Regions from separate parts of the Gossypium hirsutum genome. Here all the other regions are linked to region 2. Evidence: chromatin contacts called from public Hi-C data. All regions are on one chromosome and are shown on one strand. The core of a region is the stretch at or near the end of the contact, and the rest is flanking DNA. Distances in the headings are between cores, read along the strand shown. Region 1 holds the start of LOC107894021 (pyruvate kinase, cytosolic isozyme). Region 2 holds the start of LOC107894012 (phototropin-2). Region 3 holds the start of LOC107894006 (calcium-dependent protein kinase 4).

Evidence for each region. Hi-C and Micro-C count contacts between places; a contact is called where the count stands out from the background.
Region 1: a Hi-C map of leaf shows a contact between it and region 2, with 2.6 times the contacts expected there. The contact joins the promoter of LOC107894021 here to the promoter of LOC107894012 in region 2. A contact is called at or near these places in 2 of 34 Hi-C or Micro-C datasets (both in leaf).
Region 3: a contact with region 2 is called in a Hi-C map of leaf, with 2.3 times the contacts expected there. The contact joins the promoter of LOC107894006 here to the promoter of LOC107894012 in region 2. A contact is called at or near these places in 4 of 34 Hi-C or Micro-C datasets (all in leaf).

The regions. Positions count from the first base shown.
Region 1 is chrA13:14,191,567-14,194,266 of Gossypium_hirsutum_v2.1, forward strand. It overlaps LOC107894021 (pyruvate kinase, cytosolic isozyme), which reads left to right and starts at 1,260. Exons shown (of 4, transcript XM_016819209.2): 1 at 1,260-1,352; 2 at 1,627-1,918. The coding sequence starts at 1,661.
Region 2 is chrA13:14,513,564-14,516,263 of Gossypium_hirsutum_v2.1, forward strand. LOC107894012 (phototropin-2) reads left to right here and starts at 1,320. Exons shown (of 25, transcript XR_005907506.1): 1 at 1,320-1,630; 2 at 1,867-2,449.
Region 3 is chrA13:14,910,447-14,913,146 of Gossypium_hirsutum_v2.1, forward strand. LOC107894006 (calcium-dependent protein kinase 4) reads right to left here and starts at 1,284. Exons shown (of 9, transcript XM_016819181.2): 1 at 1,093-1,284; 2 at 77-717. The coding sequence starts at 611.

The DNA of each region.
Region 1 (2,700 bases), core at 10-2,509, 320 kb before region 2:
AATAATAATTGTAATGCATCTAAATATAATAGAAAAATTTTAATGATGTTAACAATTAAATTTATATTTTTAATCTGTAAAGCAAATGAATTAAATTTTAAAGATGCAAAAATTACATAAAATTAAAATATATTTTAGTGTAAAAAAGATGTTAAGTCATGATTTATCTCTTAGACTACATTATTTTTTATTTTGATATTTAATTTTTTTATCATATTAAATTATCATTTTCATTCGAATATACTTAAAATAGAAAAAAAATAACAATAAAAATGTGACATGTTTTACATATTTATTAAATGCCAATAATTTGAAAGTAAAACGATATGTAAGGGAAAAAAAATAAGAGAAGGGATAAATTGTTTGTTTAGCCTTAAAAAAAGTTGAAATGAGTAGAGATTATTTGAGAGCAAAACTGGGATAAATTACTAAGATTATTGTAGTTGGAAATATGGGAAAAAGTAAAAATAAAAATAAAAACAAAGAAAAAAGCTAAAAGCGAAGTAAATCTTTGGGGGAGGAATGAATAATACAAGAGTGTAGTTTGAGCCTTTGCCCACACAAGAGGGACAAAAAGGAACCAAAAGGAAAACCCATCCACCGCATGTACGCACGCCTATCTACCCATCCCTTACCTTCCAATAAAACATTTTCTTTTTTGCTTTTATTATCTAAATGTAAAAGTTTGATAATTAAGATTATTCCAAGACATCACTTCAAATTTTTAAATGATTATATGGCAACACATCATTAATTTATATTTAAATATTGAAATAAATTTAATTAAAAAATATATTGATTAAAATATCTAAATTTGCAAGTTAAAATATTCACCACTCTAATTATAATTTAGATTCTGAGTCTTGTTGTTTTAATTCAAATACTAATAATTCTACATCCAAAGATTTACAAAATCTCCAATGGGCCACCGACCACCACGTGTCCCTTACATTAATTTTTTTCCTTTTATATTGGTTTTATTAGTAAGTCGGCCTACAAACTATATCCAATTTTCAATATCCATCCTTAAAATTTTTTTTTTAACTATTAATTTTATTTCATTTAATAAAAAAATAATCTACTACATACTATGCCACATTTCACATTCTTATTGGATAATATTGTTTTTAAAACTAGGACAAAATTGATAACCTGAAAACCACTTAAAAATTGTAAGGACTAATATGTAAAATTATGGTATAATTGAAGGGTTAAATTAGAAATAAAACCTTTTACTTTTCAGTTTCTAAACTCCTCCCGCAGTCCTCTCTCATACTACAAAAAGCCACCACACCACCCACCACTCTCCTCACTGTTCTGTTCTTCAAAACTACTCTTTTTTGGCTTATAAGGTATAGTATCTCATTTCTCAATTTAACTCGACATAAAGCATTTTTATTTTTATTTTTTTGTTTGCTTGTAATTTGTTCATATGGTTTTATACATATATATGTATATATATATATCTTAAAAAACCATCTCTGTATTTACCTCATTTGATCTCTCTCACCAATCCTACCTTAACCCCATTCTGTTTATCTCAATGTTCCTTTTCTCTGGGTTTTCTTACCCAATCTTTTTCATTGATGACTTTTAATATTTTTTAATTGATAATGGGTGCAGCAGAGCAGATTTTTATTTTGAGCAAATCAAAAAGGAAATGGCGAATATAGACATTGATGGGATCTTGAAGGAGCTGCCAAATGATGGCCGTATCGCCAAAACCAAAATCGTTTGCACTCTGGGTCCGGCATCGCGATCGGTACCCATGATCGAGAAGCTGCTGAGGGCCGGCATGAACGTTGCTCGCTTCAATTTCTCCCATGGCAGCCATGAATATCACCAGGAGACCTTGAACAATCTCAGGGCTGCCATGCAAAGTACCGGCATCCTCTGCGCCGTCATGCTTGACACCAAGGTTCCCCTTTACCCCATCATTATCTCATAGTTTTATTACTTTCTTTTTTATCATTATTTGTGTATTTGAATGGGGATTAAAGGGTAGATTAGAGATAATAAAGAAATCAATTTTTGGGCCCAGAAATTCTCTACTTTTAGTAACCAAGCATTGCTTATATGGATATTTGTTTGTTAAAGTCCAAATGAAAGATAATGTGTCATTAGATACAAGGCACACTCTATTTAGGGTGAGTTCAGATCAGTTCAATAGGATTTTTTGAACTATCCATCATAATCCAATTCCTTTTATTTGGTTTTTTGTTTTTTCATACTAATTTTAGATTTTGGGTTCCTTGGACTCTTTTTTTTTTTTTGATATTATTTGTTAGTTTTTTAAAATCTTCTAAAAATTAAATTTTTCAAGTAAATAAAAAAATCAATAAATCTAATATAGTTTTTAAAATAATTTTTATATAGAATTTTTAAGTTATTTTAATTATTTTAAACCTAGAATGTTTATTTTTAGATCATAAAAAATTAAAGTTAATTATAAATTAATAAAATATAAAATTTGGTTCGGATAATTATGGTTTTTTTTTAACTTTTATTTAAAAAATAGTCTAAACACCTTGGTTCCAATCAGTTTTTGATTTTTTTTTCCTTAGCCTTAAACTCTAGTTGCTTGAAACCCTTGTATATATATACAAGTTTTTTATTAGTAAATATGCATGATTTTTTATGGCTTATATCTGCTGAATACTCCATAAGTATAAAATTTGATATTTTCCCTTTCTTACTGGT
Region 2 (2,700 bases), core at 70-2,569:
ACAAGCCGGTACCGACAACAAAACCGTCGGTCCAAGAAACAATAGCAATAACTTCAGAGGTCAATCAACAATCAGAAATTGGAATTATGAGTTTGCTTTCATTCGAGGGGTTGAGCCAAAGGAAAGGGTTGTTCTTGAGGAAGCTCAACATTGGATCCATGGCAATGACAACAATGAAAGCTACCAACGTTTAACAACAGAAAGATCCGATTTTTTTAATCTCAACTTAATCATTTGATGCCAAGTAAAAATAGATAAATGGAGGAAAAATGGAGCTTTAATCGTGAGGGAGAGGTTTGAACAATAAAAGTTAAAGAGTAATTTTTTTTACTTTTGATTTAATTATAAATAACTTGTTTTTTAGTTTTTCAAGTTGAATTTCAACAAAACCAGCTGCCTACGGTCGAGAATAATATTTATCTATCGTAGTGATTTAAGCTTTATACTACTTACATTAATTATCTTGATAACTCTAATTTTATTAAAATATTTCATCGGACTACTAAGATTCTAAATAGATGAACTTTTCTATAAGTTTTATAAATCGAGTCAATTCAAGTGAATCAAATAAACTTTTTTTAATTAGTTAACCTCCATATAACGTTTTGTGCACAATGATCATGAACTTTAATTTGCGACCCATGACATAAATACTAATATAAGAGAGTAGGTATAATTTAGGTGGCAATTTTTTCAATTAAGCTTTTTTGAAAGTATAAATAGAGAGACTAATTTTTTGCTCAAGCCTGAGTAAAAATACTACAACCCGTCATTGACCCGACCCGACTGCCCATATTAATTTTTTTAATTTTTATTTTTTACATAAAAATTTTAAAAAATATATAATACGTCAAATATGCTAAAAATATTAAAATAAATATTTACTAACAAATGAAAAATAAATTAAAAAATTTTTATACTTAAATAATATTAAATTAAGTGCAATTTAATAAAATAGTAGCAATGGTCCATTTTTTAAATGGCCTTATATTTTACCCAATTAATTTTTCAAACTTATATTTTTATCCAAACTCTTATTTTTCGATCAAACCTTTAGGACGGTCAGAATATCCTATACATGGACAACTCGAGATGATGATGATGATGACGGGGTATAAAATGTGGATACTAAAAAAAACCATACCAATGTTTCATGCTGTGGTCCTAGACCTTGATATATTCATTTGGCTGTTTCATTTGATACTTACTAAAAACAAAATACAATTTTGCTCTTATTTGGCCCCAAAGGAACATAACAAAATTTCAGATAGTGAAAGTGAAAGTGAAATTTATCTTCATCAAGTTTCAACAATATGGGGTTGTTTGCATTGCAGCCTCACAAAATCTTGATTTACTGGTTTCTTGCTGAAGTGATGATAAAAAATCTTCTTCCCTCAAGAAAACGAGACAAATTTCGGATAAAATTGATGGGAATTTGACAAATTTTGATCCATTTGTAATAAATAGCCAATATGTAAATATCTGAAGGCCAATGGAGCTTGGAAATTCGTCTATATGAAAACATTATCCTGCTATTATATGGAACAGAAACCAGAACCAGAAACTTAAGAACCGATGTTTCAGTGATGGGATTAGAGAGGTGTATCCACTGCCATTAAAGTTGCTACAGGTTTGAACTCGTTTAAAAGTAGGTAAAATTCTATGTACAGTTTCTTTTGGTAGCTGTTTAATTCTATGTACATAGGGGTGCTTTTCTAGCACTGAATTTTAGTATGGGAGACGTTTGACTGTTTAATTCTATGTACATAGGGATACTTTTCTAGCACTGAATTTTTGTATGGAAGATGTTTGATATAATGTTTATTTGGACATGGTGATCAATTTTTACTTGGTTAATATTTGCAGTCTTACCTACATTCATTTTAGAGAAGTTGGAAATGGAGAAAAGAATGGCCATGGAGCTGTCGGGGTCATCTGTATCGGGTGCTCGAAATGTTGGACAATCTAGCGAACAAGCTTTGGAAGGAGAGGCAGCCAATAATTATGAGATTGTAAGCTTTGACGATGAGTCCATCGAAAAGTTGAATGGGGCTAGCACTGCAGGGAAAGATTCGAATGGACAGTCCTCAACCGAAGCTAGCATAGTTGAAAGGACTGCAGAATGGGGTATTGCAGTAGAATCAGATGTTGGAGAAGGTAGTTTCAGAGTGATTGGTAAAGTAAAGCCAACTGGAGAAGGAAATCAGAGCAAAAACTCGTTAGGCAAATTTTCAGTGGACTCGACAAGGACATCAGGGGAGTCGGATTATGGATTGGGTCGAGGGGCCTTTCCTAGGGTGTCACAGGAGCTGAAGGATGCTTTAGAAACCCTGCAGCAAACTTTTGCTGTATCTGATGCTACCAAACCAGACTGCCCTATAGTGTATGCTAGCAGCGGATTTTTTGCCATGACTGGTTATTCATCAAAGGAGACCATTGGACGAAACTGGTAAGTTCAAGCTTTTAAATATGTAAAGGGGCAGTAGGGAGCCGTTCTAAAGGAACTGCAATCATTCTGCAGCTCAAAATTATTGCAATTTTCCATTGCTTGTCATACACGATAGTATGGAGCCTTAAACTTGTGTCTGAATTCAATCGGTATAATACGCCATTCCCATTTGAATGGACAATTCTTTCCTTCATTGTGCTATTTGTACCTTGCAAACACCCTTTCCTAGAGCAGGACCAATGAGACATTAT
Region 3 (2,700 bases), core at 34-2,533, 400 kb after region 2:
CTTTAAGGTAGCATGCATTGAGTTTCAATGTTAGAGGTTAACAATCAGTAAAAGTTAAGAACATTCGAGTGGTTACCGGGTTTAAAGAACACCGAGAGCCCAAAATCGATGGCCTTGAGTGAGAAATCATCATCCTTGTTAACCAACAAGAAATTCTCAGGCTTCAAATCTCTATGCATAACCCCAAGTGAATGGCAAGCCTCAACAACACCAACAATGATCTTAGTCAACTCAGCTGCCTTCCTCTCGGTGTAATGCCCCCTCTGGATAATTCTATCAAACAGTTCGCCTCCGGAGCAAAGCTCCATCACGATATGCACAAATAAAGGATCCTCGTACGCGCCTTTGATCGTCACGATATTCTTATGACCAGCCAAATGGTGCATAATTTGGATCTCCCTCCTAACATCCTCCACATCCTCCTTGCAAATCAACTTCCTTTTCGATATGGACTTACAAGCATATTCAATCCCAGTCGAAATCTCGGTACATAAGTAAGTAACCCCAAACTGTCCCTGTCCTAATTTACGGCCTAAAGTGTAAAGCTCAAGGATATTAGGGGTCTTATGACCTAAAACATAATAAGCTTGGTGATCAATGGCTCTTCTCATGGTGTTAGCTGTCTTTGTGGGGCTAATGGGTGGAGCCAAATTGGTATAATCAGAGTTGGAACAAGTTTTTTTGTAGCCCTCAAATTGATTCCCCTTGAAAGATCCACTGCATGTATTGCCCGTCAAACAATCAATGTTCTCAAATATAAAACTGAAAAGAAAAGAAAAAGTAAATATTCAATCACCCAAATTTAGAAACTTCAAAAAAAATCACAAAAATTCATGCGGATACCAGAAATCTAAACAAAACCCATAAACATACATAAACAATATCAAGCCATAGCTATCAAAGAAACTAAGCCAAGTCCAAAACCCAGCAAAAACAATAAATTTTCATATAAAAAAAAGTAGAGAAGATCAAAGTACCAGTTTCAAATGAAAATTGAAGAAAGGCAAAAAGAAAAGGGAGAGAAACAAAGAAGAAAATGGCTAAAGTGGATAAATATATTTAAATACTAAAACCATATCCATAAGAACTGACAATTAGTGGGTTTCTTATTCTGTATTTTTGCTCTTAATTTTTGAGATGTAGTTGCTTAGAAACATCGGATACTAAGTGCTTAATCAGCTAACTCTTTCTCCCTTCTTTTACTCTTTTTTTTTTTTTTGAAAAAGAACTGAACTTTTCTTTTTCTTACAAACATTCATGGTTTATTTCATAAAGCTTTGTAATAAAAAAAAACCCATTTTTGTTTTCTTTTGTTGTTTTTACTACTTCAAAGTTTTCTGGGGTTAATAGCACATTATATCCTCGAACTATGACCTCGATTTTAAATAAATCCAAATTTAATAAAGTTCTAATTTAGAGCTTAAAGTATTAGTGTTGTATCAATTTGGCTTTTCTATTAATTTAGTCATTAGTTGAGGCATTAATTTCCTATTCGGATCAATTTTAGAGGACGCCAGTTAACAGATGAGATAAAATATAAATTTTTGTTAAGGGGATGAAGTTAGAAATTTTTTGTTAAGGGATGAGATAAAATATAAATTATTCAAGACAAGGCTAGAAATTTTATACTAAAAGGGTTAAATTAAATATTAATTTCCGAGAGGGGCCAAGGCCTTTACCTGGTCCCATTAAATTTGTCCTTGATTATAAATATATGTATATCTATGGTATGAATAATTTAAATCTAACATGTTAAAAGAATAGATAGTGTCACTAAAATTTAATAGAAAGACATTTTCCTTTTCTTTTATAATGTGAGATTTAAACAAGTCATGATATTTTGAAGAATCAATTAGGACATTTTGAAGTTTAAAATTAATTTAAAATTTAAACAATAATTTGAGGGCTTTTTGTACATTAGTTCTGAATTTTGATAACTTTTCTCAAATTGGTCCATGAATTTGGATTCAATTCAAGAGTGATGATGTGATATTATGAGATTATGTCATATCATCATTTAAAATTTTAAAATATATAATCTAAAAAATAAAATATATATATTAAAATTATAAAGAAATTTTCAAATTTTCAAATTTTATAAAAATTTTCAAGTATGTGGTACAATCTCAAACTAGTACATCATCATACATTAGCAAAATCCAAATTCAAAAATTAATTTATGAAAAGCTGTCAAATTCCGAGATTAATGCGTACCAAAATATAATATCCAAGGACTAAAATAGACAAAAGTACCAAATTTAGGGACTAAATATTACTTATTCCAATTTAAAAAGCATGTGCTATAAAAATTTCAAGTGGTGGCGGTAAAGGGTAAAAAGAAACCAGCATTCAAAGGTTTGACCTTTGTCCAAGTTTGATTGAAAATCACCGCAACGCTGGAGTTCTTAGTTATATGATTGGTACGTGACATTCACGCGCGAGTAAAAGTTGACTGGGTCTACGACATGTCTTTAGGTTGTTTTGGTCAAAATCTTACAGCACAATTTATGAAAGAGAAAAACAAAATCTAATTTTGGACTCTGTCTTAAACAGTTAAACGTCTCAAGCACCTTTATTTTGAATGAATAGTCTTTTATTCCATCCTTTGATTCTTCTGAAATGTCAAAATTTTATTTTGGTCCCTTTATTATGACTAAATTTAAATTTTAATCTCTAAACTTTAGAGTTATTCATGGTTAG